Regions from separate parts of the Capsicum annuum genome. Here region 1 is linked to region 2. The links are chromatin contacts, called in public Hi-C maps. All regions are on one chromosome and are shown on one strand. Each heading gives the region's core, a stretch centred on a gene start, on an enhancer-like site or on the middle of the called end of the contact. The rest is flanking DNA. Distances are from core to core; before and after follow the strand shown. Region 1 overlaps LOC107874120 (protein DETOXIFICATION 42). Region 2 has its middle 100 kb from the start of LOC124897682.

Region 1 (5,646 bases), core at 966-3,465, 240 kb after region 2:
CAGTGGAATTAAAATTAATCAATTACTGTAGGATAGAATTTTTGAGGTTTCTGTTAAGCGTAACATTTATAATGATTTAGAATGAACTAGAAATAGCCAAAAAATATACATTAATCATTATTTTCTTTATTAGAAACATAGTTGCTGTAGGGAAAAAAAAAATTGTAATGGGTGTGGGTTGGGTTATGTTAAATGAATCGGTTGTTTTAAATGGGTCTAAGATATTTTGAAATTAATATTGATTTATTTTAATTAATGTCGCGGACCTCTAATAAAAGGCCACATGACAGAACTGTTTTTGAAAAGCCACCATTAAAAAATAATGACATGGGTGAGCTAATTTTATAATGACGATGACATAAATGAGCTGAACTTTTAACTGAGGGCATAAATGAGTCATTTGTGATAGTTTAATGGCATATTTGAGCCTTTTTCCATATTTTAATTAATGAAGTGGACCTTTAATAAAAGGCCACGTGGAAAAGTTGTTTTTTAAAACCACCGTTAAAAATTAATGGCATGGATGAGCCGATTTTGTAACGGCGATGGCATGAATGAGCCAAACGTTTAACTGATGGTATAAATGAGCCATTTCTGATGGTTCAATGGCATATTTGAGCCTTTTCCCTTTCAAGAGTAGCGGTACAGAAAAGCTAATTTTTTTTCTTTTTTTCCTCCTAATTTCAGGCTTCCTTTTGTTAGTGAGGGTCATAGCAGCAACATTCTGTGTAACATTAGCTGCATCATTGGCTGCAAGGTTAGGACCGACACAAATGGCTGCATTTCAGGTCTGCTTGCAGGTTTGGCTAGCTACATCTCTTCTAGCTGATGGGTTAGCTGTAGCTGGGCAGGTGAGATATGATGCCCCATATCAATACTTTTTGCTGTCTCAAATAAGCTAAAGATCCGTTGGAAAAGAGAAAGACCGGTAACTAATAAAATTGATGTTCTAACCAGATATATCATTTTTCCAAGAAATCTTAATTTCAAGAACTGGGGGAACCATTATTTGCATCAAAATGGGATATGGAAGCTATGTTGCTCGAACTCTCCATTAATATTCCTACAAAGGTGTTGAATTTCCTACAACTGTAGCAACGAATACTACCATACTATGTTACTTAAAACTATTCAAAAATTCGCGAGTGTGTGCCAAATCTTCCAAAAATGCACTACCCTTGGATGATACAACACATAACCGTTGGCATTTCTGATGAGTCTGAGTAACATAGTGTAACAGTAGTCATTGCTATAGTGGCAGGAAAATCTACGAGGCACGGCTCCTTGATAGGAATTAGCAAAATTCTGTTCTTTAGAAACAATGTGTTCATGTTCACTAATCAAAGTTGTGAATCTCTAGTCAGGCCTTTCTATAACAGTCATCCTCTTGAAAAACTTTTCACTATATCAGCCATATTTTCTGTGGAACCGATCTTGAACAACATTTCACTATATTATAAAGTTCTCTATAAAATGATTTCCCAATAACTGGTCAAAAAAATCAGGACAAACGATGTTGTTATGTAGAAGTTTGACTGTATATTGTTCCAAATATCTCTAGTGAAAGACATTTGTACTTTCATATTCGCCACCACAAGAAAGCATCAACAGTCATCATATTAAGTGAACAAACTTCAAAACTTCAACGTTCCTTTTCCCCTTTCAGGCAATACTAGCAAGTTCATTTGCTCAAAAGGACTTCAGTAGGTGTACTGCAGCAGCATCAAGGGTATTACAGGTACTAAAGTTGTTCTACAGCAGAGTATTCACATGTGAGTATATTTTTGATAGCAAATGAGAGAATAACGATGCAGCTCTTGATGTGCAGTTGGGAGTAGTTTTAGGGTTGGTACTAGCACTCATTCTTGGAGTTGGTTTACACTTTGGAGCAAGAGTCTTTACAAAAGATGTCCATGTCCTGCACCTAATTGGCATTGGCGTTCCGGTATACACCATTTATAAACATGTAGTTGATACATTTACAAAACTTTCACTGTAAAAAACTTGGTTTGAACTCAGCATTTCTTCCTATTTCAGTTTGTCGCTGCAACCCAACCAATCAATTGCCTCGCCTTTGTCTTTGATGGTGTAAACTTTGGCGTATCCGACTTTTCATATTCTGCATACTCGATGGTAAGATTATAGTGTTGCAACATTAGTCTCAACGTATGTTGCTTGGACTCTTCAAAATTGTTGATGGGCGTGAGTCAGCTGCTCCAAAATTAATGTCTTCTTTAGGCACCCAACACCGATGCGGCAATATTTTTTGAGAGTCCAAGCAACATAGGTGTTAATTTTATTTCAGTTATTCAAAGTCGCACTTCAACTCAATGTCCTCATATCACACCACCCCCATCCCCACAAACAGCCACACACATTTACAAAGAGAGAATTACCCTCTTGAAGAAATCTACCGTTCTGATGATCTGGGTATATTGTCAAATTTTTATAACTTATCCTGATCAAAGGAAACATTTATTGACAAGAATGCTTTTGATCTTCAGCTTACGCTGGCTCTTTTCAGCATTGTGTTCCTGCTCATTCTTTCATCAAGTTTTGGATATATTGGAATTTGGGTAGCTCTAACCATCTATATGAGCCTACGAGCTTTAGCTGGCTTCGGGAGGTAGGCATTCGTATAAAACTAAGGCATATAGCCTGTTTTGTCAAGCTTCCAGAATCTGCTTTTTGTTGGAAGTGTTTCTGGAAAAAGTACATTTGGATAGTAGCAGTTTGTGTTTGATGAATCAGTTTGAACAAACACTTTTGCCAGTATTATAGCAGTGATATGTGTCTGACCAGGGTTTCAGAAGTGAATCTGGGGAAAATATACTTTTTTTGTTTCTGAAAAACTGCTACCGCTATTGATCAAAAGCACTTATTTTTTTTTTTCTTTAGAAGCTTGGTCAGACACCTCAACTCTTTAAGATAAGTATTTTAGAAGAAAGCACTTTGGTTTCCTAAAAGCTTGGTCAAACATAATATTAAGGCGACCATGGAAACGTAAAAGCATAATTTGTTTATTTTCTGCTTCACCATTTGCAGGATAGGCACAGGGACAGGCCCATGGAAGTTCCTCAGGAGCTGAAAGCTTCTGTTAGACAATTAACATATTACTTTCATACAGTAAATTTGTACAGTAACCTTAAGTTCCTTATAAGGACCAAAGAAAGTTAAGGAGGGACCTTATAAGGCAATTTTGTTCAATGTTGTATCCCAAAGTAACATTGATCTCTTTAGTTCCATTATAAAAGCACTCTTTCTTTTGTAGATTCCGAAAAGAATCAATCTTATTATATGGTATTTTCTCGTCCAGTCTCACAGAAAATGATATCTTTCTATATATACTAGTAATGTAACATCGGATTTTTATTTAAACTTTAATGAGATGATTTATAGTCACAAAATAATTGTTGGCTTATTTTAGATCACAAGTTTCAACAATCTTCCATTCTCTTCTAAGATTCATGGCAAATCAACAGCTTCCCACAAATTGGAAAGGAGGAAATGTGTATAAATATAATACCCCGTTCCATTCTAATTTGATATGCATTACATGAGTCGGGGATATAACTATTTGGAGAATTAATTATTCCACCCTAGATGTTAAATAGCAATAACAAGAGAGTAACAAGGACACAAATATTATATTAGGATAAATATAATACCCAAATAGAGTAATACAATAACACTAATTGAAACTTGGTAGTGTCAAAAGACTACTACTCTTAGAAGAAAACAATACTTTTTTATTTCACACAACTCACTATTTTAAGCAAATTTGTACCACGAGATAGAGTATCTAGCGGTTTTTTTGTTGAAATAAAAATAAAATCCTCAATAGGGATAAGTACATGCAGGGGGGCTAAACCTTACCTTACCAATAGTAATGAGTGATGAACCTCTACTAATTAACAAACATGAAGAAAATAAGAGCTAGAGAGAACTAGTTATTCTATGATCATCACAGAGTTTGTTATACAATTTATGATGATATTTCAAATGAGGATGCTTAAATGATTTAAAATATAAAAGACAAGAAGAAAGTTGAGTTATCTACCTCAAATTTTCTTGAATGAATGGATGAATTAAAAAAGATAGACTGCCCATCTAAAGTAACCTGAAGTATTTTTCTCTTGTCTTCTTCTTCAAATTTGTCCAACCATATTTGATATTTCATCACTTACTTCTTGAATTTATTGAATTTTGTTGAAGCTATTGACACTGCTGTATGATTCTGCTTTTCCAGTCGCATGAGTCTTGGAAAAAAACACCTCAGTCACTCTACCATCTTAACTGTGCTGCCTTCCATGTGTCATCTTTTTCTTTTTGTTGCTTCCACTTCTTCGATGTCTTGGTGAGATATCCCCACCCTTAGACACTATATCAAAGCATATGACTAGCATATTCTCTTCTTCATCCTTGTCAAAACTATCCTCACCCAAATCAATGTCTTCCTCTTCCTCATCAAGAACATCCTTGCTCAAATCAACAGTAGTTGGGCTAAATCTTGATGCTACTAGTTTCGGTTCATTCTTCTTTACAAACACACTTTATGTCCACATGTCACTGATTTGGAACTTTTGGGAACAAAAATAGGAGCTGTAGGGCTCAACTTGCTGTGCACCGGAGGTGAAGTGACCTGCTCGTCCTCTTCATCTACTAAATCTGCCCAACTCTGAGCACTCACCTTTCTCAACATTTTGGTCATTCCATGAATGATCACTAAACCGATGTTGCTCACCAGACAGTTGCAGTGATTGTGAAGGAACATACATAATATTATCTGTCAGAGCATCAAAAGGGTTAAAGACATGGAACCTCCTTTGGAATAATTGCTCGAGAACTTGAGTTCATAATTTGATTGCTTACAATTTGTTGCATTGTGTTTTGAATTAGGGAATTAATCTAACACCTGGAGTTTTCTTCGTCGTCGCAGTCCAATTTGAATCCTGTATTAATTATTTTCCTTTCAACAACATTTTCAGATTGATGTTCCTGTTTCCCAGAATTGTTTAGAACCGGCAAGACAACTAAAGCTTGATTAATTATACTAGCATCTGCCCAGCTAGCTTTCTCTTCATCTACCCCTTCACCCAGCGAAGAAACCACTACTGGAAATAAGGGCTATGGTAACGATTCTATAGTGACGGTTATAGAACTGTCTCCATAGATAATCTATAGTGACGGTTATAACCGTTGCAATATGTTATCATGTCTAGTGGGACAAATAATTAAAATAACCGTCGCGTATACATGTAAACCGTTCTAATAGATGGACCTATAGTAACAGTTAATAGAACCGTCACTATAGGTCACCTATAGCTACGGTTTATATTGTACAAAAAATAAAAGTCCGCGTATTTTTCCCTCCACATATTCATTATACCCGCTTAAAATTAAGTAAAATTTTAAAAAGTAAAAGAAGAATGATAAAAGTCCTTAGGGTTATTAGCATAGCGTCTTTTGCTCCAAAAAAAAAAGTAGTATCGTCTTCATTCTCGATCTCTTCTTCGTAGGGTTTCATTCTTCCTTCACGGCTAAATTGGAAACAGAATTCAACAAATTTTAGAGTTCTCTTGCAATTGATCTAGGATAAGAGTTGTAAGTAACCCATTTCGTCTTCACTTTTTTTCTTTTTTTCTG
Region 2 (5,350 bases), core at 2,660-5,159:
CCTTTTACGTAAATTAAAAGGAAAAATGTAATTGAGACCAATTAGTTTTGAATTGTATATATGCCTACCATCTATTGTTCGCCCAATAGACTTAATGGAATTGTTCCTTGGGCTATGTTATTATCGAATCTAAAAGCACGTATATCATGTGTCTTATGAAGGAAAATATTATTCCCGGATGTTGGAAATATTAATTCAAATTTGAATTAGGAATCCTTAATTGTTTAGGATTTTATATTTGGTAATGTTTTGATTCATGTCTAGTTAGGACAAGGATTTGTTTATCCTAAGTTCATATAGGAATAAAGTTTTTAATTCTAGTTTAATATGATTTCTAGTATTATAAACTTCTGTCACATATTTTTTTGTAAGGAGAATTATAGAAGTATTATTTGAGTTTATTGAATAAAATATTTTTCTTCAACGAAAGATGTTTTTCTAAAAGATATTTCCTAAAATATGTTGTTTTTTTAAAATATTTATTTTTTATTTTGATAAATAAGTAAAAGAATATAAATATTATCTCAAAAATATTTACATGTAATCTAGCAAAAAAAATATAGAGGTAAGAGAGGATGAGTTGTGGGGCCTGGACTTTGGCGGGGTTAGGATGGCCAAGGAGTAACGGTTGAGAGAATTGTGTGGATGAGAGGCTACAACTAACATAGAATATAACTTATAAAGATAGAAGGTTGATGGAAGGAATACGAGCTAGAATAGATGTATAGCATATTTTTTCCTCCATACCAAACACACCCTACACTACGTAGCATTTTATTTTTCTTCTTTTCCTATTAAACATCATATGCTTCATTTCGTCGAAAACTTACTGGACTAGAAGCCCACTTACCACCATCATGAGTGTCGCACATATATCTCATTTTTACATCACAAATAATTAAAACCTACTTAGAAAACCATAAAGTACAATTGATTGGAGGGGAAGATTCATGTTAGATAGTTACAATCATAATTTTCATTAAGGAGATTCAATAGATGAAAAGGTTAATACACAAAGAAATAAATGAAAATCTAACATTTATTGTATATACATACAAGAAGACTTTAATTTTTAAGTATAATATTATTTAATGCAACTTTTTGAAATATTATTTATCGTAAAACCCTGTTGCACCCCTGTGACTTTGCCCTTAATACAAGTGTTATCTACTGGTTAAGGATAAACTTTAGTCAAGTTATATCATTTCTACTATTATTATAATTATATCTATTCATATATATTTAACTTAAGGGGCTAATAGCACCGTTCCAAAGGTTAATTGTGTAATTGAAAATTTGATCATAGTTTAAGTGGGTCTTTATGCCTTCTCCTTTACTTTTTTATAAACTAGGTTGTTAGTCAAGTCCTTATGCTACCTACTTTCGTGCATATTGTAGTTATTTGCGAATCATAGGAGCTAACTATAATAGATATTCATAGGAGAAAACATAAATTGGACAATAGATTATTCATATTAATCCGTCGTTGCAGATAGCATTAATATCAAATCATAGATGATTTTATCAATTCATGCATGGCTGAACGAAAACTTAAGCTTATGAAATTATTTTGTCTTGGTTTACTGTTATTCTGAATAAGTCTGATAGTTGATTGAAATATTGCTACTCAAATACAATAGAGATTGGCAAAGGACAAGAGGGAGTTGTTTTGATCATAAGCGTCCGTCACTTCCAACAGTATCATATTTATGAATTTAATAGATTGTACTCCCTCAGTCTCAAATTAGTTTGTCATCTTACTAAAAATAGTTATCCATACTAGTTGCACACCATAATAAATCAATAAAGGATTAATGAAAATTTTCTTATATTATCCTTGTAATTAATTCCTTTTTAATGTGTTCATCTTGTTTGTAAAGTTTCCGAGAAGTGATACCATAAAACAAAATTTTATTAACAATCAAAACAAACATTGTATTTTAACTGGCAAAGCAACACAATAAAATAGGTAACAACCATGGGATACAGCACAACATGCTGATCACCTTGCATGATCAGGAGAATTTAGCTGTATATTAGGAGGATCCTTTGTAACATCTTTGCTTGATCTATTGTATTTCATGTGACTATCAACCAGTTGTCCAGTTGAGATAGCAGACATGAGGGATAGCTCACCACCGAGTACCGAACCTGCTACTATTGTGGCCAAGAGCCTTGCATTTGACCCTGGAGCCTCTTCGTTGGCACCTTTCACTCCTTATAAGCTCAAGCAAGCTGATTGAGGTGCAAGTTCAGTTTGCCTCCAACTGTACCCACCTGAAAAGTAACAGTAACATGCATTATAAGTGCAATGAAGAAACACAGGCTTCCAGAAACACTTTTTTAGTAGTAACAACAACAACAACGACGACATACCCTATGCGAGGGTAGAGTGTACGCAAACCTTACCCCTACCTTGGGAGTAGAGAGGCTGTTTTCAAGAGACGCTCGTCTCAAGAAAAAAGCATTAGACAGCGGATTGGAAATAGAATTAATGAAAGTGGAGTAATAACGAAGGACTCATCTATACTATCTTAGCTTACATTTTAGCAGTAATCTCTTTAAATGGACTTGGAGCAGTATAGTCAGGACTCATATTACCGACTGTAACATACTTGGTATGTGAGGCATAGTTGTCGTGTCAAAGCCCTTTAAATGATTTCATTAGAATTGTCACATGTAAAAGTTTAAGATGGTGTACAAAGGAAACAATGATGACTGAATACGTGTGAATGTTCTATGTTTAGCGGATACCTCAATTGAAAGCATGGTGAGAGAAATATGGAGGTCCTTGCCATCATTTACAGCCTCCATCATAGTGATGCAGTGAGAGCTTTCGATATTTTGAGCCGGGTCCTGGCCAGTGGCTATATATATAGCTGTGACGATATTGATGGCATGGGCATTGAAGCCACCAAGTGCACCAGCCACGGTGGAGCAAATGAGGTTTTTACGAATGTTCAGCTCGACTAGATCAGCAACCTCGGTTTTCAGAACTTTCTTCAGCACCTCTTCCTCTATGGTTGCCTCACAAACTACCGACTTTCCTCTCCCCTCAACCCAATTAACAGCTGCTAGTTTCTTGTCTGAGCAATAGTTCCCTGTAATTGTTCAAATAACTTCAAGCAATAATTCTCTTGGATCAAGGGGTAACAAGAAGAACAAAATGAGGGGAGCGATAATTATAGGCTTTTTGCATTCATGAGGGGAGCAATAGTTCCCTGTCATAGTTCAAACAAAACATATTGGGTTTTTGTTACGTTTATACCTAAAGAAAAAAAAAAGAAAAAAGAAAAATGAACTATGTATTTTGTTCCACACAATGAATGTACTAATTTCCGGAGTAGCAATTCCAGAATATCCAAAAATAGTCGGTAGAAAGTACCACCACTACATCAATAACAATTAACAAGTGGTTAAGTATGTGGATAACACAAAAAGTTAATGCAATAATTAAAAATAAGAGTGGCTGGTATACCAGATATGGTAATAATATCCATGTCGGGATACTTATTTTTAAGGTGTTCAAGAACGTTTTGTACCCCTTCAGAAGCCATGTTCATTCCCATTTCATTGCCAGTGCTGCATCTAAACCTCATGTACAGATTCTTTCCAGCAATTGCACATTGAATGTTCTGTAATCTGGCAAATCTGCTTGATCTGCAATGTCCAAATTAAAACAAAGTTATACAACTAGTATACATAATATTGGAGGGCATGCTGATTAATATGGGAAACAGACAAATATTGAGGAAACAGAGAAATCCAATAAAATCATGAAGACCATGATAGAAGTTCAAGAAAGGGAAAAACTGAACTTGAAGGAAGGACCAGAATACTCACTTGTTGAAAACTTCAGATAGAGTCTCAAATTCATTGGATCCTCGACGAAGAACTTCAACTCTGCAGCTCTCTTGGCACTGTCAAACCTAACTGCAGGAGCTCCTGTCATCCCGTCTCCTAACAAAACACTAGTGGCGCCACCGGAAGCATAAATAGCTTTACACCCCCTGTTGGTACTAGCCACTAGGCATCCTTCTGTCGTTGCTATTGGCACGAAATAATTCTTCCCATCAAGCGCCAGTGGTCCAGCTATTCCTACTGGTATCTGGACATACTCTATAGGAGGTTGGACCTATCTTGATTTTCGGGTTGGTCAGAAGGGGTTAAGGGGTTTTATAGGTTACTGGTGAAGGTCCGTTGGAGAATTATTCCGGTGCTGGAGTTTTACAGAGGGAAAAGAAGGGAAAATTTATGAGAGATGGTGTTATTGTGAGTAGAAAAACGAGTGTGTTGGAAGTGTACTTCTAGCAAAACATAGGCAGGCACACTTGACTTTTTTACTAAATATGTCATGTTTCAATTATTGTACAATTTTGTATTTGTTATTGCTTCTATATTAGTTGATATGTTTTAATTTAGAGTCTTTCCTTTTTTCATACTTATTTTGATATGTTGTACTCGAGCTCTAGAAATAGTTTCTCCGTTCAATGAGGTAATGGTAAGGCCTACATATATTTTACTACCTGCCCCTGATTATAAGAGGAATGTTAATACTATAAAAGCGAGGTGCAAGTGTTCCATAAATCTCTGTTATCCTTTGTTCAAACCATGGTAGTCTCCCTAGTTTGACCAGGGACTTAAAAATTACCTACAAATGCTTTATGATCAACCATTCCGAATGGTGCTTGCTCTTCAGATCCCACTCATCGAATTTCATCGGATATGCTATTAGTCTTATAACTTATTATTTCATTATTATAACTCTATCAATTCTTATGTGGATTGACTTGCATGAAATTAAGGACTAATTACCTAATCAAGCAACTTATATATTATATTTATCTTTTATGATGATAGTTTAAAGAAATTACTAAACATAGCTATCTTTTTATTTTTCTAGAAATAATCAAAACAGACAATCATCGCTCCCTTTCTGATATACATTCGTGAGATTTTACAGGGGAGATTGTTATTATTTTTGTTATTGTAGTATCATCAAATTTTGCATGTATTATAAGAAATGACGTGTGTATTTTCTTGGCATTTTTACTCAGTTTAAAGTTGGATCCTATTGTTAAGCGTGTCATTGGTTGAGAGAGAGAGATTGTTTGCATACTTATATATTGTTGGGCGATCTATTACTCTTTATGAGTTAGTATTTGTGGATTGAGTTTGACTCATGACTCGCATCTTATCTCTTAATCTTTCATGTTTATCAACTTATCAGTTCTTATATGGATTATCGTGCATAATATGATGGATTAGGAAAATTTATACACCATAGTTATACTTTATAGAGTTTGATTAAGAAAATTACCAATCATAGCAATACTTTAAATTCTCTAGA

What was found. Hi-C and Micro-C count contacts between places; a contact is called where the count stands out from the background.
Region 1: a Hi-C map of leaf shows a contact between it and region 2, with 1.8 times the contacts expected there. The contact joins two enhancer-like sites.

The regions. Positions count from the first base shown.
Region 1 is chr1:52,375,601-52,381,246 of UCD10Xv1.1, forward strand. It overlaps LOC107874120 (protein DETOXIFICATION 42), which reads left to right. Exons shown (of 14, transcript XM_016720993.2): 9 at 688-851; 10 at 1,667-1,738; 11 at 1,829-1,945; 12 at 2,038-2,133; 13 at 2,505-2,626; 14 at 3,046-3,315. The coding sequence ends at 3,088. Among protein-coding and RNA genes, the nearest start is that of LOC124900111, 8.6 kb to the left of the region's middle. Within about 2 kb of position 2,216, at least 1 of the 5 cell types and tissues checked has an H3K27ac peak or open chromatin away from gene starts, as enhancers often do. A contact at or near this core is called in leaf, where this site is marked.
Region 2 is chr1:52,134,817-52,140,166 of UCD10Xv1.1, forward strand. It overlaps the pseudogene LOC107845093. Among protein-coding and RNA genes, the nearest start is that of LOC124897682, 100 kb to the right of the region's middle. Within about 2 kb of position 3,910, at least 3 of the 5 cell types and tissues checked have an H3K27ac peak or open chromatin away from gene starts, as enhancers often do. A contact at or near this core is called in leaf, where this site is marked.